Regions from separate parts of the Mus musculus genome. Here all the other regions are linked to region 3. The links are chromatin contacts, called in public Hi-C, HiChIP or PLAC-seq and promoter capture Hi-C maps. All regions are on one chromosome and are shown on one strand. The core of a region is the stretch at or near the end of the contact, and the rest is flanking DNA. Distances in the headings are between cores, read along the strand shown.

Region 1 (5,609 bases), core at 52-2,551, 140 kb after region 3:
TACAGAACAGGTAAATGGTGTGCCTCAAAAACCATCCCATCTCCTGAGGACAGCAGGAGGACAGTCTCCCCTGCTGTAAGCATCCTAACTCATTAAGATCATGTCCTGCTTTCTTAAATTCTGTTTGTCTGCTTCAGCAACACAACATAAAAACTGAGCTTCAATGTAGAGAGGCAGCTCTCACATGAGTGGACGGATTGGAGGGAAGGGATAGTTAAAGCCCTGAGGGATTCAGTATCTGCTCATTTTTATTTTCAGATTATCAAAACTAAGGAAAGGGCTTACACGGCTTTCTGAATGGTTTTAAAATTACTTAGCTTGATAACAGGTGGTTTATGCTAGGGACCACTTACATGGTCACAATTACATTGATACTTGTTTATTGTTCTGTGGGCCACTTCTCAAGCATCCTTCAGTTAACTCAGGCATCATTAAGGTTTTTTTTTCTGTCTCCCGGGATTTTCTGCTGATCTTCAGTGCCATTTTCTTAATGAAGATTGGAGCAAGCAAATCCCACTAAACTATGCTGCACTTTTGCCATTGGGTTGAAACAAAATAGTTTGTTGTGGATCCATCCCACCAGTGAAATGAAGACCTTTAACAACATCAAAAAGAAAAAAAAAAAAAAGAGCTTCCATGTTTTACTCTGAGATTGTCTGACTCACTCTACTCAGTATAGGAGGGAATCCAAACTCTCAGCAGAAACTACTCTGCTCCAAAGCATCTTGGCTGGGGTGTGTCTTGTCTTCTAGCTGCAATAGAAGGCAGAGTCTATTGCCTGTCCTGTGTAAGCATCCTCGGTGAGGGACTGTTTGTTCTCATCAGTTCTTTAAGATGCCTTCCGGGTCTTTAGGACTGAGAATAGCTTCTGTGGTCTTGGGCTGGTAGGAATATTACATCCAGTTGATGTGTCTATTAAGTTAAGGGAGACTGAGTCTGTGTAAGAACCAGGCAAGGCCTTGGTGGTGTCAGTCTCTGTTGCAGCTCAGGTGGCTGTTGCCTTGGTTTTCTTTCTGGCTTTGGTAACCTTAGCCTTTCAAATGTTATATGAGCAAATGGAGTGTTATTATACCTGGGGGTTGATTTGCTTTTCTTTTCCATTTCTTTCTCCTCTTTTTTTTTCCCCCATAATGAAGCTCTGCATTTTTCTCTCCCTAGCAGATTCAAGCCCCAGTGAGACAACAGCCAAAAGTTCAGACCACTCCACCTCCAACCATCCAGGGACAGAAAGTTGGATCTCTCACTCCTCCATCATCACCCAAAACCCAACGTGCTGGGCACAGACGGATTCTCAGTGATGTAACCCACAGTGCAGTCTTTGGGGTTCCTGCCAGCAAATCAACCCAGCTGCTCCAGGCAGCTGCAGCTGAGGCCAGTCTCAATAAATCTAAGTATGTTTGTTCTTATCATGTGGACAAGGTCTGCTCTGGGTTACTACCATAGGATTCTTTGCATAAGCTTGTGGCGGTGTGACAGTAAGCACATGCCAGTGGATGTCTGTATTTAGTAAGAGATCATGAGCTTTTCCCCAGTGTGTGCACTCTACAGACCCTAAGACTCAGTTTCCATTCCCCATCTGGTCTATGCTGTGTCTTAATTCTCCCTGTACTGACGATTACACTTTGGACACCCAGCACTTAGAAGGCGCTGTCTCAGCAAGCATTGTCTGCACAGGTGACTTGGCTCTTTGTGACCTTTGGAGCTGCTGCTTCTCCTCTCCCAGAGGGAACATGATTTTTTTGTTTGTTTGGTTTTGGTTTTTTTGTTTTTGTTTTTTGTTTGTTTTTTTCGAGACAGGGTCTCTCTGTGTAGCCCTGGCTGTCCTGGAACTCGCTCTGTAGACCAGCCTGGCCTCGAACTCAGAAATCCGCCTGCCTCTGCCTCCCGAGTGCTGGGATTAAAGGCGTGCACCACCACGCCCGGCTGGGAATATGCTTTGGCTCCTTAGGTTTGTGTGAGGTGTTGTCCTTTCCTCTCCTGCAGTACTTTGTCTAGGGTCTTTTCTTCTTAAAAGCATATATCACACTGTTTGATCATGAATTTTGTGCATTTGGCCAACCTTTATGAACCTGATAGGTTGCTGGTTCTCTGCTTCAGGTACAGTCAGTCTTATTGACCACTGTGAAATCAGTGTAATTTTTCACCCATAGCTTCCTTGAAACCATGTTATCTACGATTAATCATATTTAAGTGAAGAAAGACTGAAAGAAAAGTAGGTCATCTAAACATATAAAGTAGTGGCATGTGTTTGTTTAGTGATAGAATGCTTCTGCCATTAAACAACATTCTGAACATGGGATGAAAGCTTAAGTACTGCCTGGATCCTGAACGTTCAGAGGCAGCCAAGAAAGGGGGTTTGTTATGCTTGACACACAGGCCTCAGCATAGGTTGCTGTAGACCCTAACCTCAAGGGTTTTGCAAAAGACAGGCAAGCTGCAAGATTTCCTGAGAGCTGAAGTGAAGGAGACAGCATTTGTAAAGACTAAACTTTCCAGTTTCTGTGGGAAGTCCTTTAGGAAAACACTGGAAATTGTGGTTTAACTGAGAAAAGAACTGATACCATAATGAAAGAAAATCATTTGGGCCCTTCTGCTTTGCTTAACTTTCTTTCCCTTCACCCTTGGGGTGCCAACCTTCCCAGGTCTGCAACCACCACTCCCTCAGGCTCTCCACGGACTTCACAGCAGAATGTCTCCAATGCTTCAGAAGGCTCCACATGGAATCCTTTTGATGACGACAACTTCTCCAAACTCACAGCTGAAGAGCTGCTAAACAAGGACTTTGCCAAGCTTGGGGAAGGTGAGCTGCTGAGGCTTTCCTGTGCTTCTTGGCTGCAAGTCAGCTGAGGATGAACTTGAATGTGTCTGTGTCTTAGCTGTAGAGGGATATGCTTGGGAAAGGTCAGCACGGACCATCTTGAAGAGGACTGGGTTGGGGGTCTGCAGACTGATTTTCATTTTTGCTGGAGCACTGATTTTTTTTTTTTTTTCTTAAATGCTGACCAACTGTGAGCAACAGCAGGGAGTGTGCAATCATAGAAGGAGAAACTTTGGAAAGATGTAGTAGCATAACCTGGGATAATTGTGGTAACTGAGTAGTGGATTGCTTGGAGAATGGTGACTGTCGCCCTCATCCTCAGGGGCTTGCTCTAGAAATAGTGGTTGAGGTGTGCCTCACAGGATGCGAGTCCTGATCACAGGTCTGTGTTGTTGTTGACTCATCATAAAAAGGAGCTTCTTTCAATAAAAAAAAATGAGGTTCTATCCAAAATAGCCATAGCCTAATTTGGAAGGCAAGATATACAGACATCCACACAGACATAGGCAGATATACACATAACACACAGGCACCTGGGAAGTCTCTCCACTGTTCAGTTGGATACATCCTTCATGCACTCAAAGCACAGAGCAAAAGAGTGATCAGACCAGTGAATATAGGAACTGCTTTACCTGACTAACCACAGCGCTTCTCAAACCTCTGGGGGCCAAACAACCCTTCCACAGGAATCGCATATCAGATGTTTACACTATGAGTTATAAGAGTATAAAAATTGCAGTTATGATGTAGCAACAAAAATAATTTTATGATTGGAGTCACCACCACAACATGTGGAACTGTATTAAAGGGTTGCAGCGTTAGGAATGTTGAGAACCACTGCATTTCAGTGGTGTTTTAAATACATAATTTCCTACCATTTAATTTTATTTCATTTTGAGACAGAATCTCACTGTACAGCCCTGGCTGCTCTAGAACCTGTGTGTAGACCAGGTTGGCCTTAAATGCACAGAGATCCACTTGCCTCTCTCCCTTCCAAATGCTGGGATTAAAGTTGTAGACCAGGCCAGGTTGGTTCAGCCTTTTTAAATAGAACACGGCACAGGATTTGACATTCTTTGACAAGTCATTTTCATTGTTATCTCTGACGCTTCTTATCCTGTTATGTAAACAGAAGTTTCTTCCTGCATTATTGAAAATTAGTATGTTTGTGTCTAATTAATGAGTCCTTGGGGGTTTTTATGTTTAAATTATATGTATGTGCATGTCCATATGTGGCTATGTGCACATGAGTTGCAGGCCTGTGGGAGCCAGATGTGTCAGATGCCCTGGAGCTTGAGTTACACGAAGCTGTGAGCTGCCTGATACAGGTGCTGGGAATTGAACTTCTGGAAGCACAGTAGGATGAACTGTCTCATCTCTCCTGCCCAGGGACTTGTTAATAAACCTTTGTGTCTATTTGTGATTTCCAGTCTGTATCACTGTTGTTCCACCGTCAGTGGAACAATACCTCACACCTCCCTCTCTGCCAGTCCACCTCAGTTCTCAAGCTGCTTGGCACAACAAGGACTTTTTAGTGGTAAAAATGTTGCCATAAATGTGGTAAGTGCACCCGAGGATTCTGCAAAAATGAGCAAAGTGGTGTTTTGTCCCTCTAGGAAAGCTGCCTGAGAAGCTTGGTGGCTCTGCAGAGAGTTTGATCCCAGGCTTCCAGCCAACACAAGGAGATGCCTTCACCACTCCTTCTTTTTCTGCTGGAACTGGTGAGTGTGACACATGCCTGAGACACGAGGCTTGCTGTTGTTTCCTTCAGGTTTCCACTTCATGGGTAGCTCTAGCATACAAAGAACCTGGTTTCTGGTAGTAAATCATTTTTTGTTCATTCATTCAGTAGTTGTTCAATCAGAAAATACTTAAGGAGCATCTAAAATCATTTTGAACTCAAGTGGTAGAGTGATGTGGTAAATACACATGAGTTTTTCTCCCTAGTGCAGAGTGGGTCTTACGCAGGTAATTTAAGGATTAGTGCTCTGGCAAGTGTTGTTATTGCTCTTAGGGCCTCTGGGATGACTTGAAGGATTCTAAGAATTAGATACTATCTTATACTTGATATTCTACTAATATGTACATGGGCATTTTAATCAAGGCAATAGCCGGGCGTGGTGGCACATGCCTTTAATCCCAGCACTCAGGAGGCAGAGGCAGGAGGATTTCTGAGTTCCAGGACAGTCAGGGCTACACAGAGAAACCCTGTCTCGAAAAACCAAAAAAAAACAAAAAAAAAAAACCCAACCACCCCCCCCCAAAAAAAACCAAAGCAATAAGAGACTTGTTTCCCCCATTATTGGTAAAAAGTACCTGTATTTACTATATAAAAGTTATATAGATCTGTGTAGTCCAAATTGCCCATGGTCTCATCATGTATACATAGCAGACTGCCACCATCTTGATGTCTGTCTTAGTCACTGCTCTGTTGCTGTGAAGAGACAACTCTTAGAAAAAAAGACATTTAATTAGAGGCTTGCTCACAGTTTTAGAGGGTTGATCCAAGGTCATCATGGCAGGAGGCAGACAGGCATGGTGCTGTAGCAGTAGCTGAGAGCTTTATGTCCTGATCTGCAGGCAGCAGGCAAAGAGAGAGAGACACTGGGCCTGACACAGGCTTTGGAAACTTCTAAGTTCTCCGCTGGCTGATGACATACCTCTCCAAAGAGGCCAACCACACTTCTTAATTCTTCCCAAACAGTTCTACCAACTGGGAACCAAACATTCATATATATGAACCTATGGGGGCCATTCTCCTACAGATCTCCATAATGTGCAATCTGCATTT
Region 2 (5,567 bases), core at 2,404-4,903, 220 kb after region 3:
AGCAGCAGCAGATCCAGCAGCAACAGCAAGGCTCTGCCTGATCTGCAGGAGGCAGTGGAAGCGGCCGAAAGAGGCGGCCAGGAGCAGCTGGGCACCACGAGTTCTTTGGTTTATTTCCCTCTAGGAAATGAAGAGCAGTGACGTGTTGCCTGGTGGAGCAAAGCTAGAGCATCCTCTCACTGTCTGTGGGGTTCTATTTATATTCTTTCTAAACATCATGTCCCCTCTCAAGTGTCTGTTTTCAGCAAAACAGTCCATGCCCTCTCTCACAAGATGGCTTCCGGAAAAAACGTCATGAGACACAACTGAGTTGTTAAAGAAACCAGAAATTTCCATTTCAGGAGCTACAGTCACAGCGAGCCACCTTATTTGGGAGCTAGAAACTGAACCCTGGTCCTTCAGAAGGACAGCATGTGTTCTAAACCCCTGAGCGGTCTCTCCAGCCCGGTGTGTCTTCTGAGACAGGGGCTTGGCTGGCCTGGAAGTCTCTTTGCTCTCAAGGATGACTTTAAACTCCCTACCCTGCCTCAGCCTTCAGATTTTCGATTTTTTCTTCTCACAGGCCTCAGGCTGTCTCTCCTTCCCTATTTACCACTATCTTTCCTACCCACTGGGTAAGATTTACTACAAAACTCCTTCAAATTTCAAACATATGTATCCTAGCACCTCTATTTCATTTTACACAATACTTTCATTGCTATTTATTAGAATTTGGATAAGGGGAATGTAGGTAAAAGGACAAAGAAAAACACCTTGACCCAGACTTGACCCCAAGACCAGGGCCAAGAAACAGAATCCCATCAACCCCTGGCCACTCTGGAATCCCCCCCCCCCCCGCACTCCCCCCATCCCCCCCCCATCCCCCCAATCCTCTATAAACCTCTCTTCTGCTCAGTTCTCTGCTGCTTCTTGCCCTCCTGGGTCACTCCCCGCCCTTCCCTGCACCCCATACATCTCTCGTGTGAAGTTTGTTGTGCAGTGTGACTGTATGGTATCCTTGGCTCTGGAATGCCAGGAGACCTCTCTAAGCAGAGCTGTAACACTTTTTTGGGGGGAAACCTCCCCCTGCTGGAGCAGAACTGAAACACTTTGACTGAAGGATCAGAGCTGTTCCACTGGGGTTGGGGGAGCCTTCCCCCCACAGGCAGAGCAGAGCTGTAATACCTCTGTAAGGGAAGAGTTTACTTTCAGAGCTGTGACACTTACAGGAAACAAAAATCACAGAGATGAGGAAGGTCAAAAAGTCTTAAAGCAAGGACTAGCTGGCTAGCCTTATATCAACTTGACACAAGCTAGAATTGCCTGAAAGGAGGGAGACTCGTTTGAGAAAAATGTCTCCATAAGATCCAGCTGCAAGGCATTTTCTTACTTAGTGATTGATTGGAGAGGGCCCGGGCCCAGCTCATGGCGGGTGGTGCCATCCCCAGGATGATAGTCCTGGGTTCTATAAGAAACAGACTGTGCAAGCCGTGCAGAGCAAGACAGTAAGCAGCATCCCACCATGGCCTCTGCATTAGCTTCTGACTCCAGGCCCCTGTCCTGTATGAGTTCCTGTGTGGCTTCCTTCAGTGATTGACTACAGTGTGAAAGTATAAGCCAAATAAACCCTCTCCTCCCCAGCTTGCTTTTGGTCACCATGTTTTGTTGCAGCAATAGAAGCCCTAATTAAGACAGAGACTCTCCCTCCTTAAATTTGTTCAGTGTTGCTGGTTAGGAGAAAACAAAACAAAACAAAAAAACCGTGTTCTCAGATGTTCAAATTAGGCTCAGATGGCCTCTTTCCTTCACACAGCATTTATTTTCTCCTCTGGGTTTATTTTTACAGGCCCAGAGAAGGCAGAGCTCTACACAGAGGAGGGGCAGTGTCTGAGCTGGCACATGGTTACAAAGCATTCTTTGTATGGTGGTTTAGTGAGCTTGTTCAAGGCTGGGCTGGAGAGCATTGGCCTTTAAAGTTTCCTTTCAGCTGGTGCTGAGCACCTACCCAGACAGCAGCAGAACGGAGATGGGTAAGATAAGGAACTGTGAGTCGGTAGGCACAGCTGAACAAAGTACTGTAGCTGAAACACTTTGCTGGTACTACTGCCATTTCCTTTGTGGCATCGACAGGTTTGCTGCCAGCAAACAAGGGAGGCAAGGCACCAGAACCACACTTCGGTTCTTGTGCAGTATCATTCAAGTCGCCTTCCAGGGGAGGGTCTCTAAGAGGTCCTCTAAGGAACATGTCACTGTGTTAGCTCTGCCAACGTAATCTAGGGACCTGTGTAATGGCTTGGAATAATGAAGAGCCTTTTAGATGAGAAATACTTCCTTGATTACTTTTTCTAGCCTCTATTTGAGATAGGCGATAAAAAAACTGAAAAGCCTTTGCTTCCTTGCACATACAAAGAGCTTAGGACAAGCCTATAAGGCTTTTATCACTCTTTCCAGCCACCAGAACAGTTTTAATTTGCCACGTATTGCTCTGGTCTATGACTAGGCAAGTGTTGGTTATTAAAAAAAAAAAAAGCCAACCAAACAAACAAACAAAAAAATCTCACTCTATCATAAAGGAACTTAACAGTTTAGTGGGGAGAGGAAAAAAACCACCTTTAATACAGAAGTCTGTTATAGCCGGGCGTGGTGGCGCACGCCTTTAATCCCAGCACTCGGGAGGCAGAGGCAGGCGGATTTCTGAGTTCGAGGCCAGCCTGGTCTACAGAGTGAGTTCCAGGACAGCCAGGGCTACACAGAGAAACCCTGTCTCAAAACAAACAAACAAACAAAAAACAAAACAAAAAACAAAAAACCAAAGAAGTCTGTTATTGTATGAGACAGATCAAAGGATGAGATGTTAAAACCATCTTGGGGAGACCTAAAGATGTCACACTTAAAAGTGGCAAGGATGTGATGTGGGACTCTGTAGAATAACCCTGGCGTGCAGTTTTGAATGCTGGAGCAGTAGGAAGGGGATTCTGGCTGAGAGTGCTTCTGTGGGCCCTACTCATTCATTTCCGTTAGAGCTATCAAGTGCGGGCTGATAACCAGCTACTTTTGCTCCAAGGTATTATTTAAACCTTCTGAAAGGGAACGCCCCGCTAACTCCTCTTTTCTCAACGGAGAGTTCATTCGCGACAAGAGCGATCCCGAGTACAACGTGCCCACAGCTTCCCTGAGCGCAGGCGCAGTGCTGGGACTACTGACTAGTGGTACCTTAGGCAGAGAACAGTGAGGAAGGCAGGGAGTGGGGCGCTGAGCACCTTGCCTACAGCTCAGGTCGTCACCGGAATGGCTGCCCGAGGGCGTCCTGCAGGCTCCCGCACCTCTGCGCCAGCAGCGCAGTTCCGGCCACCGTGGCTCTGCACACTGACACGTCTGTCCCAGGCTCTCCCTCCTGCCCTACAGCTTTTCTCTCTGTCTCCCTCCTTCCCGTTCCCCTTGAAACACACAAACTGCTGTGTAAACATTCCCTTCCTCCTCCTCCTCCGAGGCTCGGCTCGCCCTCAGCGGGCGGCTCCAGGAACCTAAAGCGGATGCTGGTCGAGCCCCTGCCACGTCGCTACCCGCAGCTCTGCGTCTGCGCGCTGGGCGGGCGATGCCTGCGCGTGAGCGGCGCGGGCGCGGCCCAATGGGAGAGCCGCGGCGGCGCGCGTGGCCGGGGGGGGCGGGGCGGCAGTTGAGAGCGAAGCGAGCGCTGAGTCGGACTGTCGGGTCTGAGCTGTCGCATCCCAGAGTCCTCTCATTGCCACCACCCCGGCCCGAGCTCACCCTCGCTTCTGAAGCTCTCCGCGCGCCCGACAGCTCAGCCCTCGCCCGTGACCAACATCATGTGCGGTAAGGGCAGCGATGGGGGTGTGTGGTGGCCGCAGGGCCCGCGCAGTGAAGCCAGAGGTGGACAGCGCGTGTCAACAGAGCGGCCTTGGGGCTGGGGTCCTGAAGAGAAGGGGGGCTTGTGGAGCGGGCATCCCGAGGAGATTGAGGGTCCTGAGGGGAGCCGGGATCTGGAAGGAGAAGGGTCTCTGGGGAGAAAGGCTGCTGTCCGTGAGGCAGGGACTCTAAGATGGGGATTCCGGTGTTGAAGGGGCGGCCGGAGCTAGTGTGCTTAAGAGGGACCGGCAGAGGAGATTGTGGGGGCCCTAGGAGTCAGAGGCTACTTAAAGGGGCTAGAGGATTGGGGGTGGGGTGGGCCAGGGAGGGTATCAGAGCGTTCAAGGGGCACCTTTGCATAGAGCTCAGAGGATAGATGAATACCTACCTTAGAAGAGCTGTGAGGCTCAAAGTGAGACCAAGTATGGAGGGATGCCTAGGGGAAGGTCCACCAGGTGAGTGAGGCGACCTGTGAACATGCTGTGTGGTACTGGGGGTTAAACTCATAAAGGCAGCTTGTCAAGTGAGTGAGTACTCTTTCCCTTAGCCACACCCCCCAAATCCCCTTTTTCTGTCTCTTTGTAACTGGGTCCCACTTGGTAGCCCAGGTTGGCCTGTAATTCACATTGCCCTGTCTCAGCCTTCCAAGTGTTGTGATTATAAGTATGAATGACCACTCCTGGCTGGTAGCATTTCTTGAATTTACTTATCTTGCAGTCTTAAAAATACTTAATTCTAGTCACTTTATTTTAGGCAGGCCTGCGAGAACTCAAGCCAACGCACTGACAGTGATACCCCACATGACTTCTGCCACTCTTAAGTCTCTCAACAGGAACCATTACTAAATCAATAACTTGATGAAATGGGCTCAGAGCTGATCTTGTTGGAAGAGAGAGTAGTAGTCCTGGCTAAAGATCCCACATCATGCATGTACACCTGTTTAACATATGTCTTTACTACAACCATTAAAAAAAACAGGCTCTTTTATTCCATATTTTAAGGCTTCTTATTTAGCTGGGCGGTGGTGGTACAACGCCTTTAATCCTAGCCCTCAGGAGACAGAGGCAGGTGGAAATCAGTGATTTTGAGTACAACCTGGTTCCAAGACAGCTGGAGCACAGTTACACAGAGAAACTCTGTCTTACCCCTCACCCCCGCCCCCCATTATCAAAAAGTGTTACTAAAAGATACCATGAGAATTATATATGATACCACTAATAATATTGTAAAATGGGAATGAGCCATTAGTAGTATTTAAAAAGTTATATTTTTACCTTTCCTTTTAAAACCGACAATGACCACTAGACTAAAGAGCGTTTGTTTCTTAGAAATAGTGTCCCACGCTGTCTCTCAAGCAGGTCTAGATCCCAGTTCTCCTTCAGCCTCGTGAGTGCTGAGATTCTAGGCATGAGCCACTGTGCCTGGTTCCCAAGAAAGAACACATTTTAGAAAGAGGTATTGTAAGACTTGTAGCTGTGTGAGAAACATTCTTTGTAGTCTTTCACTTGTAAGAACTCGGGAAGGGGTAGGTTGTCCTCAGTGTGTGTTTTCCTGTGTTTAATCGTTTCGCCTTCTGAAAATGAAGAGCAGGCTTAAGCTTAGAGATTCTAGATTTTAGAATTCTAAACATCATGGAATTACTGGATTAGAGTTGACTTCATAATTAATTATACTTTTACTGTTTAATAGATTGGTTTTACAAAACATTCATAAATTAGTTT
Region 3 (6,059 bases), core at 2,917-5,416:
GGTGGATCACAGCCACCCACAACTCGATCTCCAGGGGATCCCCACATTCTCCTCTGGACCCTATGGGGACCGCATTCACACCTGTGCAAACCTACACACACTTATGTGTAATCAAAATTTAAATCTTTATAACAGTACTCATCTGTTTATGACTTGATGGAATACTTTACAGTTAGTTATCTAATGGTATTAAAATGTAAAGTCAGTATAAAAACTGCCCTTGATAAAATATCAAGCAGAGAATAAAAAGTAATACGATACTAAGAGACTGTGACAATAACTTGGGGATGTATTCCAAATACCACAGCAACACCATCTGCTGGCTAAGATTACAGCTGGTGCTTAAATTATATATGTTTTTCAAGATGTTTAAGAAGCGTGGTTTAGGGGAAAAAATGTCACAAAGAAGCAAATGGTGCCCACAGTCCCAACACAGGGGAGGCAGAGGCAGGTGGATCTCCACAGCTGCCAGAGCTGCACAGTGAGACAAAACACAGAAAGCAAAACACAGAAAAGGGGCTGGGGACGTAGCTCAGCCGGTAAAGCACTTGTGCAGCAAGCAGGAGGTCGTGAGTTCAACCCCCAGCACCTCAGAAACAGGAGACGGAAGCACAGGCCTAGAATCCTAGCATTAGTGAACTAGAGGCAGGGTGATCAGAAGATGACGGTCACGTTCCCAGCAGGTTTGGAACAGCCTGGGACTTCTGAGTACCTGTTTTCCTTTCCTTTCCTTTCCCCTCCTCTCTCCTCTCCTCTCCTCTCCTCTCCTCTCCTCTCCTCTCCTCTCCTCTCCTCTCCTCTCCTCTCCTCTCCTCTCCTCTCCTCTCCTCTCCTCTCCTCTCCTTCCTTCCTTCCTTCCTTCCTTCCTTCCTTCCTTCCTTCCTTCCTTTTTATCCTAAGAGGCTTTCTCAGTGTAGCCCTGGATGTCCTGGAACTCACTCTGTATGCAAGCCAGGCTTGTCTAAAACTCAGAAACTTACCTGCCTCTGCATCAAGAGTGCTAGGATTAAAGCCATGTGCCACCATGTCTGGCAAGAACTTGTTTTTAAGAAAGGGGGAAAGGGTTAGGGGAAGAGAGAAGAGTGGGGGGGGGGGGAGAAAGGAAGGGAGAAAGACAGACTGACAGACTGACTGACAGACAGAAAGGCAGGCAGAGTTTGGTACCATCTTACTAGCTTGCCTGGATGTTGCGTGGTTTTAATGCTACTTCATAGTGAAGTTGGTTAATTACATAACAGATCATCCCAAAGCTTTGGGCCATGGTTCCAGCACTGCCTTAAACTGGGGCAGGTTCACAGAACTCTGAAGTACTAGTCCCAAGGTTGCAGTGTCCCTTTCTGGGGAGCTGCCTCACAGGTATGCACTCACGTATGCTGCTGCCCTGGTTCTAAGCCCAGTGACCTGAGAAGATCATCTTAATGAGGCAGGCATGCCGTTACAACTCGGGAGGAGAGCCTGTGTGCCCTGTGGATGCGAAGTGGCAGAGACCATGGGCTCAGGGTGGAGGGAGAGCCAAGACCAAGAAGAAAGGGGACAGGAAGTCTGCTGATCAAACAGCAGACTTTGAGTAAGTTAAGTCTGTAGGTAGATGCACATAGCTTCATCCTATAAAAAACATTTAAAAATTTCATTTCTTATTCTAAAGTGATTCTTGAGGGCTCCTGAAGACTAGTGAGAGAGCAGTTACCACTGGGCTGAGTGAGAGACAGGGATTTTAGTGCCACAAAGAGAGTAGCCCACACAAAAGGGATTCCTATAGCAGTGTATGGAGTGGTCATTGGCCGCTGTCAGAGGTGTCCTTGGAGCTGGCCCGTTGTTACCTAAGGCAGGCATACTACACTGTGTATGAGTATTGATGAATGGCCAGTGAACAGGGCAAACATCTGGGTTATTATTCAGGACTTAATAGATAACTTTGTAAAAGTCTGATATTCAAATTCCTACTCTACCACCCCCGGTCCACACCCAAAGAGTCCACATAAGCACAGCACACATCGATTCCCCACCCATGGCTACTGTTCCACTGTTCACAATGCCAAGATGTGGAACCAGCCAGGCTCCCATTAATGGATGATGGACAGAGAAAAATGTGGCATGAACACCCAAGGGAGTAGTAGTCAGTTGGAAGGAGCGAGAGTGCGCCATCTGTAGGATCTACAGGGAAGTGCACAAAACCGAGAAAACCACACTAAGCAAGCTAGAAGTGGTCCATTTTCTCTCACGTGGAGTCTAGATCTGAAATGAAAACTCAAGGTGAGGGTAAGATGTCAGCAGATAAAGTTGCTTGCAGCCCAAGCCTGGGGGTCCGAATCCAATCCCAGAAACCCAAATAAAGATGGGCGGGGGAAACTGACTATAAAGTTGTCCCCTGACCTGCATGTGGAACCCCACACAAACTCACACTCAGAACAATAATAAATAAAAATTTGGGTTTGGAGAGATGGCTCTGTGGTTAAGAGCACTGACTGATCTTCTGGAGATCCTGAGTTCAATTCCCAGCAACCACATGGTGGCTCAGAACCATCTGTAAGGGGATCCAATTCCTTCTTTTGGTGTGTCTGAAGACAGCTACTGTGTACTCATATAAAATACAAATAATAAATCTTTAAAAAAAAAAGCAGATATGAAAGAAAAAGGGACCCAGGTGCAATGGCACAGGCCTGTTATCCCAGCTCGTGGGAGAGAGAGGCAGGAGGATACAGAATGCCACGTCATCCGCAACTGCATAGGGAGTTTGAGGCTAGCCTGGGCTACACAAGACTCCTGTCCATTACTCACAAAGTACTAGCCAAAAAAAAAAAAAAAAAAAGTCAAACAGATCTTGGTGGTGGTGGCACACACCTTTAATCCCAGAACCTAGGAAGCAGAGGCAGGAAGGTCTCAGTAAGTTCAAGTCCGGCCTGGTCTACATAGGGAGGACCTGGACAGGCAGGAGTGCACAGAGAAACCCTGCCTCAAAAAGCAAAACAAAACAACACAACACAACAAACAAACAAACAGGAGGGAAAGGTGGCACGCACCTGCAGCCTCAGCACTCAGGAGGCCGAGGCAGGAGAGTGCCCTTGAGTTCAGGGCCAGTCTGGGTCACAGAGTGAGTTCCAGTCCAGCCTAGACACTCTAAAACATAAATAATAAAGAGCTATATACTGAAAACAGAAAAAATGAGGGGGCCTGTGGTTTCCTTCAAATATTTTAGGCTGGGACCAAAGCTTGGGGACAAGTCCCTGGGCCACCTCTCTACTTTTCATGTATTTTTGCATATATAAATATATATATATATATATATATATATATATATATATATATATATATTGTAGATTTTCAACAAGAGTGAAAAACCACCAGGCAGTGATGATCTATGCCTTTAATCCCAGCACTCGGGAGGCAGAGGCAGCTGAATCTCCAAGTTCCAGGATACCCAGGACTACAGAGAAACCCTACCTCAAAACACCAACCAACCAACGAGTAAAAAAACTAACAGCCACAAGAATACTGCAGATACAAAGCAGAACGCGAAATACAAAACAGGTATCACACCAGCATGGTAAAAATAGGATGCAAAAGGACTTGGGGTTCACTCAGCTCAGTGCTCAGACCTGGGCTGCACCCCAGCACTGCAGTGTGTGTGAGAGGGAGGGGGTGTTATATAACAATCACCACAAGAGAAAGACAGCTCAGAAGCCGCGTGCGTGGGAGGACACTAGCAGAGGAGATGACCAGCCTCACACAGCAAAGGGAGTGGGGTGAGATGCCTGTCATTCTTTCGAAGAACCCTCCTCTCCACTCCCAGTTTACACCCTTCCCTGCCCGGGAGCTAGCTGAGGTTGGATTCGTCCCTCCCTGGGAGTGGGGGCGGGGCATCAGCCCTCCCAGGGTGGTCTGCTTGTCCCTCTGTAGCTTCCATTTAATCCCCACCACCACCTGGGAAGAACATAGGAGTCACTGGACTTCCACACTCACGATCACTGTTCCACACTGTCATTACACCATTTCAATGACTTCCTTTTTCTTTCTCGTCTCCAAAAATAGCAAATCACATTGCTTGCCCAGATTTTCCACCTGAGTTTGTTTTTCAGTTCTGAGAGAAATCAACTCAGCTGCGGACTGCTGCCTCAGCACCAAATGAATAGCAGTATTTAACGCCGCCGCTGGGACAGTCAGCGGTACCACCCTCAGGCCGTGCAGCCACCACCCTGTCAGGATAGGAAGAGCTGGGATGCGCTTGGGTGTTTGCACTACATATGCCCCCTGAAATTTGGTGCGTGTTTATATCCATCGCTGAATAAAGTCGAGTTTACCCAGACCGGCAGGGGGCTTAGTCTGTTTAGCAGTTCTGGCAGAGAAGTCACAGGCTAGACCATCTATAAATGCATACATTTACGGTTCACAGTTCTGGTCCCAAGGTGTGGACACACTGTGGTTGTGGTGAGCACTGGGGGCCCACGCTGCTTTCTAGGGGCCGTCTGTGGTTTCCACTATGGCTGGGCTGCTCCCCCTGCCTTCCTTACAAGCACACGCTGATCTGCTGTTACCCCTTCACTTTGGCTCCGAATCACATCCCGAAGCCCCTCAACTTCACACTTGACGCTGGGGATTAGCTCTCCACCTGGGTCTGCTTTGGGGACACAAACATCGGATCCCTGCAATGGGTAGAGAGTTTCCCAGGAGAAGTGGGAGAGTTTCCCAGGAGAAGTGGGTGTCGAGGAAGGGGCCCTGTTTAAGTGACACACTTGTTTTCTGCAAGCCACATGAGCCAGGGGTGTGAATGGGAACGTCACAGCTCAGCCTCAGGAGGCTGCTGCTTGGTTTAATGTACAACTTTGGCAATCAAGAAACTCTTAATTTTGTTTTATTTTATTTTCTTTTTAAAACAGGATCTGATGTAGCCTAGGCTGGTCTTGAACTGGTTATATAGCTTTAAAAAATTATTTATGTGTATGAATGTTTTGCCTGTATGCATATATGTATATATACGAGGTGTGTGTCTGGAGCCCCAGGAAGCAAGAAGAGTGCATCAGCTCCTCTGGAACTCAAGTTACAGACAGTTGTGACCACCACACAGGAGTCCATAGTCTCACTGACCCGTTTGCTCCCCACTTCTGCCCTTCACTGACTCCGAGCTCACTTGTGTGGGGACCCACCCTCCAGGGCTGCTCTCCCAGACGCTGAGGGAACCACTGACTCGGCTGTTTGTGCTGGCTTTGTTTCCTTCCTCTCCTGTCACCAGGGACTGTGGCCAGGATGTAGGCGGCACAGGGAAGATACAGGCAGGGTGCTGGAGTCACTAAGGACTGTGCCACAGTACATGACCCCACAGGATCTGTCCTTCCAGTTGGGATGCATGTTCTCGGAGATTTAGCTACTTCGAGCAAGGATGCGGATAGTTTAGAGACGAGATGGCTTAGCACGAGGCAACTGCCAAGCTTTGTTTTTGCAGAGCTCAAAAACTGTGAGCTTTTGGGGGTGGGGGTGGGGCAGACACAAACACCTGCTCCAAAATAGGTCACCACAGACTGAAGCTGAATCCCACCAAGGTCCAGCCAGGAGAACCAATGGATATATTGGGTGTCCTTCCTGAGCATAGTGAGAGGTTACTTACAGGAGCCTGGGTGACCCCAGAGCAGCTGTACCAAAAACAAACAAACAAACAAACAAACAAACAACCTCACCCCAGCATGGACAACAACTTCCCTGAAGCTGCATAGCTGAGTCCCCTCTTCATTAACCTTCCACACTCTACATACCCTGGTGCCTCTGAGGCCACAAAGCCATATGCAATGCTCTGGTGTAGATGGAGGCTGACATGCTTGGGAGAGCACTCCACAACAGTCACCCAGTGTGTTCTGAATTAAGTGCACACTCGACTCTCCCTTCTACCCATCCTACATCACACACACACACGCACACACACACACGCACACACACACGCTTGCTCGCATACTCTGTGGATGTAGCTCAGTTGGTAGAGTTACGTACCAACTCAAAGCCCTGGGTTTGATCCCTAGCTCCGCATGGATGTGGTGATGCATGCTTGTAACCCAAGCACCCAAAGGGTGGAG
Region 4 (5,808 bases), core at 2,603-5,102, 170 kb after region 3:
TGAACCGTGCCCCAGCCTCTACAGTTCCTCCTTCCCCGGGCTTTGAGTGTTTCAAGTGTTGTTAGCCAGGCCTCTGTTGGTTCAGTAAAGACATCAACACTGCAGAGATTCTTCCCAGCTATTCGATCTCTACACAATGGAGAACTCTTAATTACATATGAAACTTTAACATTGTAAATCCTACAGCTTTTACTCCTATACACCTGTGTTTTCCAGTTTCCTACTTTTATTTCAATTCACAATCATAAGTGCTTTTACCTTTAAGTATAGGGTTGTTCATGGTTGAAGGCTTGGTGCTTCCTTCCTGTTCTCTCATTTGCTAATCTCTTCCTCTGTTGTTTCTGCTTGTGTGCTTGCATTCTGTATTAAGCTGCAGAAGATAGCAATCTCATCTCAGGTTTTGGTGTTGCTGAGGGCTCCGAAAAGGTGGCAGAAGATGAGTTTGACCCTATTCCTGTACTAATTACCAAAAACACACAAGGTAAGAAAGAGGCTGGAGAAAAGAGAAAGCTTGACATCAGTTCTCATCAAAGCAACGTCCCTAGCCTGCATGGTGAATGGGAGCATCACCGTTTGGTGAAAGACATCGGATGATGGCAGTCAGTGTAGGCTGGACCAGCATGTGAGGCAGGTGGAGATGCAGAGCTCTGTAGCTTAAACCTCACTGACTTGGATTTACTTAGAGAAGACTTAGTTTTTATGGAATGTCAAGCCAAAAAGAAAGTCTTACTGGTTAGTAGAAGCCGGAAGGTCTATGTCAGAAGTGTTGAATATTTTTATCATAATTAGAAAAATATGTGATAGATACAGATTCTGACCAGAGAGCTAAATGGTGGCATTTTGGTGTTGGCTGCATCTGTCAACATTATGGAACATCTCTTTTCTTCTTTGAGTCATGTGAGCATGCATAAAACACCAAAACATACCACTTATTTATTTTGAAAAGCATGTTCATATTGCAATATCCTAATAGCTAATTTTCCCTAAAGTAAGTTAATTTTTACTTAGTGAAAGAGATGGCTGTCTATTGGTAGTAGGCTAGCATGGCAGCCAGAACTTCTTGGGCAAAAATGTTGGTTTGGAACCAGCAGCATCTCTGCAGTGTGCTGCCCCTAGTGTGGTGTGCATGGAGTGAGCTTTCGGTGGGAGGTGGTAGCGCGGTGGTTATATTTAGAAATCAACATGTAAGACTTTTAAATATGAGATGTTCCTTCTCTGGGTTTCTTTGTTTTCCTTTTTCTCCTTCACTTGCTCTGCACATCTAACCCTAACCCTCTGTTTTGTACTGAATCCTGTCTTTCCGCTTCCAGGTGGGCACTCTAGGAACAGCAGTGGGAGCTCTGAGTCCAGTCTTCCCAACCTAGCCAGGTCTTTGCTGCTGGTGGATCAGCTCATAGACCTGTAGCCGTGAGCCAGGAGCAGACACAGTTCTGTAACCTTCATGCCGTAATACACATTTTCATTACGGAGTTATGAGAAAAAAATGATTTTTTTTTAAATCTGCAAATAAGGGGCCCTCAAGCTCCTTTCTCCTACCCCTTGCCTTCTCCTATAGAAATGATAAGGAAAGAAAAATCTCTGACCCTCCAGATCCATTCCTTGGCCGGCTCCTCTTGTTAGTTTGCTGTGTTTCCTCATTCCCCATCTTCAATAGCATTATCTTAACTCAAGCGCTAAGTGCCCTGAGCTTCACCTCTGCTGGAATCCACTCACAGAAGCTTGACTGTCACTCAGCCTGTGATGGACACTTTTGTCTCATTCTTGCTAGGAATGGCCCCCATGTCAGTCCTATAGCCCGTCTCCCAGATGCTGATGAATATGTGTCCATTCTTGCTTTTTATCCTGATGCAGTATCATGAGGACATGGCAGCTATGGCTGGTCTTACCTCCAGGCAGAAGTCTGGAGTCAGGTGTGCAGTTTAAACAGGGCAAAACCAATAGGATGTGTTTGTGAAGAGAAAGTGGGCTCAGCTCTATCCAGCCAACTTTAATCTTGTTTGATAATAGACTGAGCCAAGGGATCTTGCACCCCATGCAACCTTCTCGGTGTTTGTCTAGCTATCTGGCTTCCATTGAATCGTGGTTTCTCAAATCTGGAGGTGTGACTGCAAGCATTTGAGATCCTTGAATAAATGTGTATGTGATATAAACACCAAGCATTGCCATCCTTCCATGTTACCTGGCCCAAGCTGGGATCTCAGAATTAGACCAAAACGAGACAGTGGTGGGAACATGCTACCTTTTACTAGAAGACTTTTCTTGGGGGGTGGAGGGGAAGGGAAGGAATTGTAGCAGAAACAGATGTATTTTTCTTGTGATTTTTTTATTTTGAATCAAATATTGTAAATTGTGTATAAATGAAGATGCTGACTAGTTGTGTTTCCACTTGGCATTTCAAGTCTGGCATCAGGTGCCTGTACAGGCTTTGATCTCTTTCCCGTGTGTACCCATATAGCAGTCCTGGAGTGCTTATCTTAAGTAGAGTTTATGTCTTGCTCAAAGCTTTCAGCAGGCCTCTCTCTCTCTACCCAAGCATGTTGTTTATTTTCAGATCATCAGAAATAAGTGTGCTGGGCACAGTTTGGCTGGCTGCTTACCTTTCGCTGGTGTTTAAGTTGAAGGCTGAAGCTGATGGAATATGTGCAGTTGGCTTTCCTTGGCTTCCTAGATATCAAAGATCAAACAAAGAATAGTTCTTCACTAACCTTAGCCTGTTGTTCATAGAGTTAAATAAAGGCCCTGCACTTGCCCTACAACGTGCCTCCTGGACACCCTCTGTGTACTTACATCGAGGTGTGTGGAGAGCACTTTTGTAAAAATCACCCTTTAGAAGAGGAGCAGGCACAGAGAGCTCCCTTCCTTGAGTGCCATCCCCTAGGGTTGGAAGAGTTCATCAGAGCTGTACAAATAAAATCCCAAATCCCATGGCTTGTTCTCTACTACTATGATGCTGTTTTTTTCTTGCTCATATTGCACTTTAAGTGGTGGGGAACCAGCAGCAGCGCGATCCTGCAGACACTGCCCTCTGGAGGGCCACCGTTGTCTCCAGCAATGTGACAGCAGGAAGAGGGGACACTCAGTCTTCCTTCTGACTTTAATACTTCCTGTGCCAACTGAACCTAGATGAGCTGAGGAAAGGCTTCTGCTAGAAGAGATGGTTTCCACAAGTGAGCGAGATACGGTGTGCAGCAAGGATGGAGATATCACGAAGAGCTCTCCACATGTGGGCTAAGGGAAGCAGGACTTGGTTAACCCCTTGGTGGACAGGAAATGGTTGTGTCCTCTTTCCTGGACATAGAAAGAATGTATAAACTAATGAAGGAAATGTTTATTTTTAAATAAGGATAATGTTTTAGGTCTGTGTTTTCATATTTGTTTTTTTTCTCATACAAAGGTTAGCAATATAATGAAATGTCTACTTTCCCAGTTTAATTGCAGCTATGAAGAGTGCAGTCTAGAAATTAGGTTAAGTGTCTCTAAACCATTCTTCCTTGTGTCAAGCATAATTATATTGAGATATATTGTGTAGTCATTTGGCTCAATAAAGCTTAATAGAGACACTAATGAAAATTCACAGACTATTGCTAAGGAAGATGGTTAAAGCCTGGGTGAGACAGCAAGAGACCTGGGCTGGTTCTTCAGGAATAAGCCTTCGGCAGGCAGGGCTGTTTTTCTGTTGAGGAATACATTCTAAGGACTTAGCGTAGCCTTCCTTAGAGCAGTATCACCCTAAGCTGAGGGAGGGACCTAAGAAGAGCGTGATGTGTGGCAACTGGAGCTGCATGGAACAAGACTGAACTGTAAGAGGCACTGCATGCCTGTTCAGTAGCCCATTTACTTTGTCTCACTGGTGTACGCTGAGCTGGTGAAGGCAGGTTGGTGAGAGAGGGGGCCAGGGCAGCTCAGGCTTCTGGGACCTCAGCCAGACCCTGGCTTGTGACCTTGAACATTTTACTCCTCAGAGCTGCCGTTGGCTGTACACAGAATTAATGTGGATAGGTGCTTTGTGAGACAGCAGAAGTGTAGCATCATTGTGCTGCTTCGTTGTGTTTAGAAGGACTATGAAGGATCGTACAATCCAGATGTCCTTCGGGTAGCTTCTATGCTCTTGCCATTCCTCCAGCTTTCTGCAGCATTTACTCACAGGGTTAGAATGAGCAGTTACTAACCTTATTGCTACTTGCTGGTTGCCTGATAAAAGCCCACATCATTAAAAGCTTGGAGATAGATTTTCCTTCTGTAATATTAAGTACACACAACCTTACCTATTGCAGTTAAACAGAATCCAGAGATTTCTATTATTTCAATCTGTATAATCAGGGATTTGTTGTTAAAATATGGGCAAATACTATATGCATTTTTTTAATCTTCTCTCTGATGAGTGGAAGTAATTACTGTACCAGAAAGTATCACAAATTGGTATTTTCCCCCTAGAAAACCAAACTTAATTTCTAAAGTTTCTAAAAATATGGTCCTCAAAGAAGATATTTTTAAATGATCACCTCTAAGTAGTAGTATTATAATTGTTACAATGATTTCTGAAGTAGACATCAGAAATGTTTCATGTGGTTGAATGTTCCCTCCAGAAGCATCTGGTTTTGCTTGGGAAGTGAATGGTGACCCTAGACAGGCCAGTGGCATGTGAGTTGTTTAAACTCTTGTTCTTAGACATAACATCACCAGATATGATAGCAAGGATGTTGTTGCATTTCCCCAGTAGCCTCGCTCACAGCATATTCGATCCTGTTTTCCCCACACCTCTGCCTTTGAGTAATATTGAACTATTCCAGAAACCACTGGGTGAGATGAAGAGCAGTTACTGCTCAAGACACAGAAAGCCACAGGCAATTTCTAAAGAAGACTTCATAGCCAAGAGGGATCTCACCATCACAGTTTGCAGTCCCCTGGTCTTGGAGTATTTAAAGATAATCCCTGAAAGAGGTTGTCACTTACATTTTGTGTTGGACTTGGCTCTTCCTGATCAGATCAGAATTCTAGAACTTAGATTATTGATCATTGAAAATTTGATGTCTTTGTGGTTTGCAATTCTCATTTCCTATGCTCCTCCTGATAAGTTTATTTTGATGCAGACCAACATAGCCTTCCCCCAGGCGATCAGTTCTGTCTTCAGCAGTACTGTGGGAGTAAGGAGACCTTGGAGATGGGGCTGGGGGTCCATGCTCAGCTGAAAAAAAGAATGCTGTAGACCCCTTGGGCCAAGCTAAAGTCACTGTGCCAAGGCTTCTCTGGCAGGCATCTGACAGTCTCTACCTTCCTGCTCTGTAAGTTGATCACAGTCTGCTGCCCCTGACATGGAGAGTCTAGGGAATGACAGCATCGCCCAGAACACTTCAGCAGTTGAGAGGCTGCTGACGTAAGGGTTACAGTGAGGTTGTTGAGTGAGACACTTCAGATACTGCAAGCTGATTCATAGCCCTCTCTAGAGACCATTTTACCAGTGCAAAATTAGACCGTTTCTTTCCATGATAATAATGGTTACCAAGTTGGATGTCCTTGGCTTTTGTGAACTGAATGAGTCCCAGTTGGCCTCCATTTCAAAGTCTTTAACAGAGATATCCTATGTAGTTTCCCCTGGGTTTCCTTTCTCTAAAGAGGAGGGTTGAGGCCTGTTGGCTGCCTGGGTAATGTCACCTTACGCAGAGTTCCCAAAGGTTGGTAGGAGGGAAGTCCTTCGTTGCTTCTCACTATGCTGCAGTGTCCTGAATTCACTATCTGTGGGTATTCTCCTCTGCCCTGTTGTTCAAGCCTTTATCACATGGATGGATTCTTACCTTAGGTCTTTAACTT
Region 5 (5,434 bases), core at 279-2,778, 200 kb after region 3:
ATGTGATGAGTTTCAGATACGTGTGTGTATTTGCATAGTTCGCACACCTCTAATCCCGGCACTCAGGAGGCAGGAGCACGGATCTCTCTCTGCCAGTTGAATGGCTAGTTGAATGTATGTAGTGAGTTCCAGGCAGTCAGAGCTGCACGTGAGACCCTGTCTCAAAATGAAAAAAAAAAAAAAAAGGTGGGAATCTGGATTTGTCCTGTACTTGGCTGGAAATGCAACATGCTTCTTCAATGTGATTACAGGAGAATGAAGAGTTAGACTGGAATTTACTGAAACCAGACATTTATGCCACAATTATGGACTTCTTTGCATCTGGCTTACCCCTAGTGACCGAGGAGACGCCTCCGCCTCCGGGAGAAGCAGGTAGCGCTGTGTTGGTCTGTCCATGCTTGTCCAGTCTTTATTGACTTCCTACCTCATTCCCATTCACCTGGATGCCAAGTGACAGAATACAGACTTTTAAAATGTTTTTATTAGAGCTATGAACATATTAATTATACGACATTATGGGTTCAGTTAAGGCCTTTTATACATGTATATAATGTGTTTCGATCGTAAGCACGTCTATTGCTCCTCCTTGTCTCCCTCACGCCTGATGATCCTCTCCCTCTTTCCACCAACCCCACCTCCATCTCCTGCTGCTTCCTCTGTGAGAGGCTTACATGAGGCCTGCTAGTGCTGCTGACAGAAGCACTGGCACCTTACCAGTGGACACACCACCGTAGCTGATATCCTTCCTCCCCAGCACTAACTTTGTGTAGGTCCCTGGTGAGGGTGGGGCCTCATGAGAGCCTCCTTCCCCATTCCAGGGTGTTTCACTTGCGTGTGCGTGTGCGTGCGTGTGTGTGTGTGTGTGTGTGTGTGTGTGTGGTCCCGCTGGAGGCCAGGAGAGGGCATCAGATCCCCTGAAAACTAGAATTACAGTTAATTGCAAGCCACCATGTGGGTGCTGGGAACCAAACCCAGGTCCTCTAGAAGAACAGGCAGATGGTATTCCACAGCTCTTACAGTCCTTCTGCCCCTCCCCCAATACTCCTTGATGGTCTCAGTCTTGCAGGTAAGGCTGTCCCACTTAGGGCTGAGCATTCCACAGTCACTTAGGCTCAGCACTTTGACACCTACTGCATGAAGAGCTACTCTGACCAAACCAGATAGCAGTACTAATCTGTGGGCATAAATGTGGTCATTTAAAAAGAAACTTGGCGAGCACATTATGTCTATTTAATAAAACAGTTGTAGCTTTCCCATAAGGGTCTATGACCTCCTCGCCACAAGTTTTTGACCAGGTTCAATAGCAGATATAACTTCCTTCCAGTGGAGCTGGCCTCAGTTCCAATCAGAAAGCACTCGGTTACCCGACATGGGGCTTGCCACTGTTAGAGCAGGCGGTGAGCAGTGTTTTCCCGGTCTGGTCAGTGGTGCGGCGCACGGGGCCGCGCGGAGCCAGAGGGTTGACCCAGTTCTCTCCCAGCTGCCTGCGCAGTGCCTTCTGGCTGTGAGCTGGCCTGCAGGTGAGGACTTTGTGTTAGTCCCAGCTTTTGTTCTATGTCTTGTGACCAGAGCGTCAGCAGGAGGAGCTTACTGTCTAGTTCTGGAGACAGCCCAGGGCAATGGATTCACTTTTGTCATTGAATGCATTTGGCTCTGGAACCAATTTTACATGAGACAAAATTTCATACAGAGCTTCATAATACTGTTTTCTCAATTTTTAAAATTTGTATGGACATTGAATATATTATACAAAATTAAAATTTTTAATTATGAAAAATTCTGAGAATTCAGAACCACCATAAATAAGGCACAAAGTTGCTTTCACTTAGATTCAACAGATGTTAACTTTTTCTGGAGAAGGTGTCAAGAAACAGTGTTAGTTCTTCTATAGCTGCTTTAGACCCATTTTTAAAGGGAGTATTAAGAATGCAAACTGTATGTAGTACATTGCAGGTTTTTTTGGGGGGAACCAGCTTAACCCCGCTTCCCGCACTGCATCCGCCCTACTGCTCCAGCTCGTCACCTCCAGCCTCCTTCCCCTGGGCCTGTCCCCTCACCCTGGTCCTTCTGTCTGTCTCAGCCCAGCTCAGCTGCCAACTCCATATGCTTCAATAAGCCACACTCCAATCTGATCTGACCAGCAGCAGGACAGCTCCTGTCCCTCCCATCTCTTTGTCCTTTGCAGAGATGAGGGTTGCACGACTTCCTTCCTTCCCAGGCAGCTTGCTTTTTAACACGATAATTCCAGATAGTCATCTTTTGGACAGATTTGGAAGGACAACATTTACACATAGAAAGCTGGTAATGGGCTGTTGAGAGGACAATACCAAATATTCTGTCACTGGCTAGCTTTTTCCCCAGGGACCCACCTCCAAGCCCTGTGTGAGGGGGAAGGCCTTCTAGCTGAAGGATTGCAGCTAGGAGGGTGGTATTTTTCTATGGCTTTTTTTCTTTTGTTTTGGGTTTTGAAACAAGGTCTTGCTAAATCTACCCAGCCTGGAACTTCCTATGTAGACCAGGCTGCCCTTGGACTGTGACCTTTCTCTGTCTACTTGAGTGCCACTATGCTTGACTATGCTTTTATGTCAAAACCTTCCTGTTTTATGCTTATATGACTTCAAAGTTGTTACTCTTGGTTTTCTTATGATTTTTTTTTCTAGGCTCTGAGGAAGATGACGAAGTCGTGGCAATGATTAAAGAACTGCTAGATACTAGAATAAGGTAGGTATTAGCATCCTCCCACCCCACGCCACGCTGCATACCATGCCCCACGCCCTGAAATCTAGTGCTGCAGAGACCGTTCTCATTAAAGCAGCAAGCTTTCATCAGGAGATCGGAGCAGGGCTCCAGATCCATCATCACTGTAAACCAGCATAGGTCATCATTGCAGTTAAACGTAAAGAGAGCTGTGCCTCAGTGCCCAGTCTGCTTTGCAGCAGTCCACACGGAGAGAGGCAAGAGGGATTCTCCTCACAGTCTTTTTAGGATCATATCTGTGAGGATTGTGACGAGAGTAGCACCCATGTGGCAACTGCCACAAACAGAGGAAAGACAGAAGCTAGGCTTGGCGACACTCTCCTTTAGTCCCTATAGAAACAGGTAGGCGGATCTCTGTGAGTTTTGAGGCTAGCCTGGTACACACAGTGAGACGGTGCCTCAAAAGCAAAGCAAGCAGACAAACAACAGGAATAAACACAAGACTAGTGGACAGCCTGTCTCCACTTTCCTCACTGCAGACCATTGAGTCCAGATTTTTTAAAATTTTTATTTATTAATTATTTATATGAGTGTCTCTAGCTGCATATGTATCAGAAGATGGCCTGGCCGGCCATCAGTGGAAAGAGAGGCCCATTGGTCGTGCAGACTTTATATGCCTCAGTACAGGGGAACGCCAGGGCCAAGAGGTGGGAGTGGGTGGGTGGGGGAGTGGGTGTGGGAGGGTGTGGGGGGTTTTTGGGATAGCATTGGAAATGTAAATGAAATAAATACCCAATAATAAAAAAAAATTATTTATATGAGTAGAGTGTAGCTGTCTTTAGACACACCAGAAGAGGGCATCTGATCTCATTACAGATGGTTGTGAGCCACCATGTGGTTGCTGGAACAATATTGAACTCAGGACTTCTGAAAGAACAGTTAGTTAACTGCTAAACCATCTCTCCAGCCCTTAAGTCCAGATTTTTAAAGAAAATGTATTCTTCTTTAGTTATTTAAAGAAACAACTTAGATATTTAATAGTAAGAGTCTGGCTAAGTAGCCAGGTGGTGGTGGCACACACCTTTAATTCCAGCACTAGGGAGGCAAAGGCAGGCAGATCTCTGTGAGTTCAAGGCCAGTGTAGTCTACAGAGTGAGTTCCAGGATAGCCAGAGCTACACAGAGAAACCCTGTCTTGAAAAACAAAACAAAATATTAGATAAAATAAATGAAAAGATGAATTCCTGCAAGAACATGAATCTAAGAGTTTTATGGAACAAAAATATAATAAATGAAGAACTCATTAGATTAATTTCAGTGAGATGTGACCCAGGTGACAGAGTGTGTCACACTAGAATATAGAGCAGTGGTGAAGAAGCTATGTGGAAGCACACAGAAAGAAGGAGTCGGGAGTGAACAGAGCACGTGAGTGTCTGGGGCGGTAACGTAAGGCACAGAAGTAAGATATGTGTCCAGTGGAAGGGAGTGTGAGCAGAAGCCTTCGGATCGGCCTTGTTTGAGAGAGGTGGAAGTCAAGTGGGCAGTGACTGATCTGTAAAACAGTCTATAATGAACAGCTGTGCAGAAGGCAAGAGGACAAAGCGCCCTTGTTCTGTGCAAAAGGATACAGATTGGAAACAGTAAACATTATGCAGGATTTGGCAGGTGATTTAATGGCACATAGAATGGCTAGCAAAGGCCGAACTTGTCAGAATATGGGAAACCCAACTCCACGTTCCTTATCAGGGATTCACAACTTAAGTACAAAGATAGAAACACTGAAGAAAAAACAAAGCTGGAGAGCTGCAAAGCATTCAGTCTTATCCTGAGAGCCCCTGAACCTGCACAGACACCAGAGCACAGCGTGCTGACTGACAGCTGTGGACGCGCCACACACCAGGAGTATAGTCTAACCATCTAAGAGCACAGATTCAAAATAAATGAGGAATATTTGACAGGTGAGAAGGGGCACTAATATCTCATAGGTATGAGAGGAAATTAATACCTCTGTCTAACAAAGCACAAAAATAGGAAAGAGAGTTTTAAATTTTATTATTTTTGTTTATGTATTTCTTTTTTTCGAGACAGGGTTTCTCTGCAGAGCCCTGGCAGTCCTGTGTTCAGTGAGAGACCCTGTCTCAAAAAGTAAGATAAACAGTACCTAGAATAGCCCTTGAAGTTGTCTTCTGGACTCTGCCTGCTCACAAAACCAATCAGTGAACCACATGCGTGTGACACACACACACCCCAATGAACCGTCTTAATCTTTGTCATTGAAGGCGTCTGTTGTATTAATGTGTTCTGATTGTCCTGTGGGCTCAGGCCAACTGTGCAGGAGGATGGGGGCGACGTGATCTACAGGGGCTTTGAAGATGGCATCGTGCGGCTGAAGCTCCAGGGCTCCTGCACCAGCTGCCCCAGCTCCATCATCACCCTGAAGAGCGGGATTCAGAACATGCTGCAGTTTTATATTCCAGAAGTGGAAGGTGTGGAGCAGGTAGGCAGCATCGTGACGGGCTGGGTATCACAGGATGAGAGGACCAAGTCCATTTACTTGGGAAACTCCATGGGTGGTTGAGTTCCCACTGTAGATGTCATGGAAGTATTCAAAGCTCTGTGCACGATGGGACTATAGATGAGAATAAGAGGAGGTGCTCACATGATCTGCCCATTCTTACTCCTCCCCTGCTCCATCTCTACCACCATTGTTGTACTTTAAGATAGGTTTCCTGGGGCTC

The links. Hi-C and Micro-C count contacts between places; a contact is called where the count stands out from the background. HiChIP or PLAC-seq counts read pairs in DNA pulled down with a chosen protein or histone mark. Capture Hi-C pulls out chosen DNA fragments and counts their contacts.
Region 1: a promoter capture Hi-C map of pancreatic islet shows a contact between it and region 3. The contact joins two enhancer-like sites. A contact is called at or near these places in 2 of 484 Hi-C or Micro-C datasets (bone marrow-derived macrophages and cortical neurons), 2 of 115 datasets of contacts at active chromatin or transcription factors (embryonic stem cells and large pre-B cells) and 3 of 9 other capture datasets (adipose tissue, liver and pancreatic islet).
Region 2: an H3K4me3 HiChIP or PLAC-seq map of the 230-238 cell line shows a contact between it and region 3, with 14 read pairs. The contact joins the promoter of Gfpt1 here to the enhancer-like site in region 3. A contact is called at or near these places in 3 of 39 promoter capture datasets (embryonic stem cells, neural stem cells and stem cell-derived epiblast-like cells), 1 of 15 datasets of contacts at CTCF or cohesin (large pre-B cells) and 8 of 115 datasets of contacts at active chromatin or transcription factors (the 230-238 cell line, effector CD8 T cells, embryonic limb bud and 3 more).
Region 4: a contact with region 3 is called in a Hi-C map of Sertoli cells, with 2.3 times the contacts expected there. The contact joins two enhancer-like sites. A contact is called at or near these places in 1 of 15 datasets of contacts at CTCF or cohesin (large pre-B cells), 16 of 484 Hi-C or Micro-C datasets (the G1E-ER4 cell line, LSK cells, the P5424 cell line and 12 more), 2 of 115 datasets of contacts at active chromatin or transcription factors (bone marrow-derived macrophages and embryonic stem cells) and 2 of 9 other capture datasets (adipose tissue and pancreatic islet).
Region 5: a contact with region 3 is called in an H3K27ac HiChIP or PLAC-seq map of embryonic stem cells, with 2.7 times the contacts expected there. The contact joins two enhancer-like sites. A contact is called at or near these places in 10 of 39 promoter capture datasets (the 3T3-L1 cell line, 3T3-L1-derived adipocytes, the C10 cell line and 7 more), 28 of 484 Hi-C or Micro-C datasets (the AML12 cell line, B cells, the C2C12 cell line and 15 more) and 15 of 115 datasets of contacts at active chromatin or transcription factors (the 230-238 cell line, the HPC-7 cell line, T-cell acute lymphoblastic leukemia and 7 more).

What each region holds. Positions count from the first base shown.
Region 1 is chr6:86,962,835-86,968,443 of GRCm38.p6, forward strand. Aak1 (AP2 associated kinase 1) reads left to right here. Exons shown (of 16, transcript NM_001378654.1): 13 at 1,162-1,391; 14 at 2,643-2,800; 15 at 4,435-4,539. Among named protein-coding and RNA genes, the nearest start is that of Nfu1, 44 kb to the right of the region's middle. Within about 2 kb of position 1,302, at least 11 of the 459 cell types and tissues checked have an H3K27ac peak or open chromatin away from gene starts, as enhancers often do. A contact at or near this core is called in pancreatic islet, where this site is marked.
Region 2 is chr6:87,039,193-87,044,759 of GRCm38.p6, forward strand. Gfpt1 (glutamine fructose-6-phosphate transaminase 1) reads left to right here and starts at 3,654. Exons shown (of 19, transcript NM_013528.3): 1 at 3,654-3,813. The coding sequence starts at 3,807.
Region 3 is chr6:86,818,760-86,824,818 of GRCm38.p6, forward strand. No RefSeq gene overlaps it. Among named protein-coding and RNA genes, the nearest start is that of 2610306M01Rik, 28 kb to the right of the region's middle. Within about 2 kb of position 4,167, at least 154 of the 459 cell types and tissues checked have an H3K27ac peak or open chromatin away from gene starts, as enhancers often do. A contact at or near this core is called in the 230-238 cell line, Sertoli cells, effector CD8 T cells and 3 more, where this site is marked.
Region 4 is chr6:86,985,894-86,991,701 of GRCm38.p6, forward strand. All of the region lies in intron 15 of Aak1 (AP2 associated kinase 1), which reads left to right. Among named protein-coding and RNA genes, the nearest start is that of Nfu1, 21 kb to the right of the region's middle. Within about 2 kb of position 3,853, at least 17 of the 459 cell types and tissues checked have an H3K27ac peak or open chromatin away from gene starts, as enhancers often do. A contact at or near this core is called in Sertoli cells, where this site is marked.
Region 5 is chr6:87,020,468-87,025,901 of GRCm38.p6, forward strand. It overlaps Nfu1 (NFU1 iron-sulfur cluster scaffold), which reads left to right. Exons shown (of 8, transcript NM_020045.3): 5 at 252-372; 6 at 2,661-2,721; 7 at 5,019-5,193. Among named protein-coding and RNA genes, the nearest start is that of Nfu1, 13 kb to the left of the region's middle. Within about 2 kb of position 1,529, at least 8 of the 459 cell types and tissues checked have an H3K27ac peak or open chromatin away from gene starts, as enhancers often do. A contact at or near this core is called in embryonic stem cells and trophoblast stem cells, where this site is marked.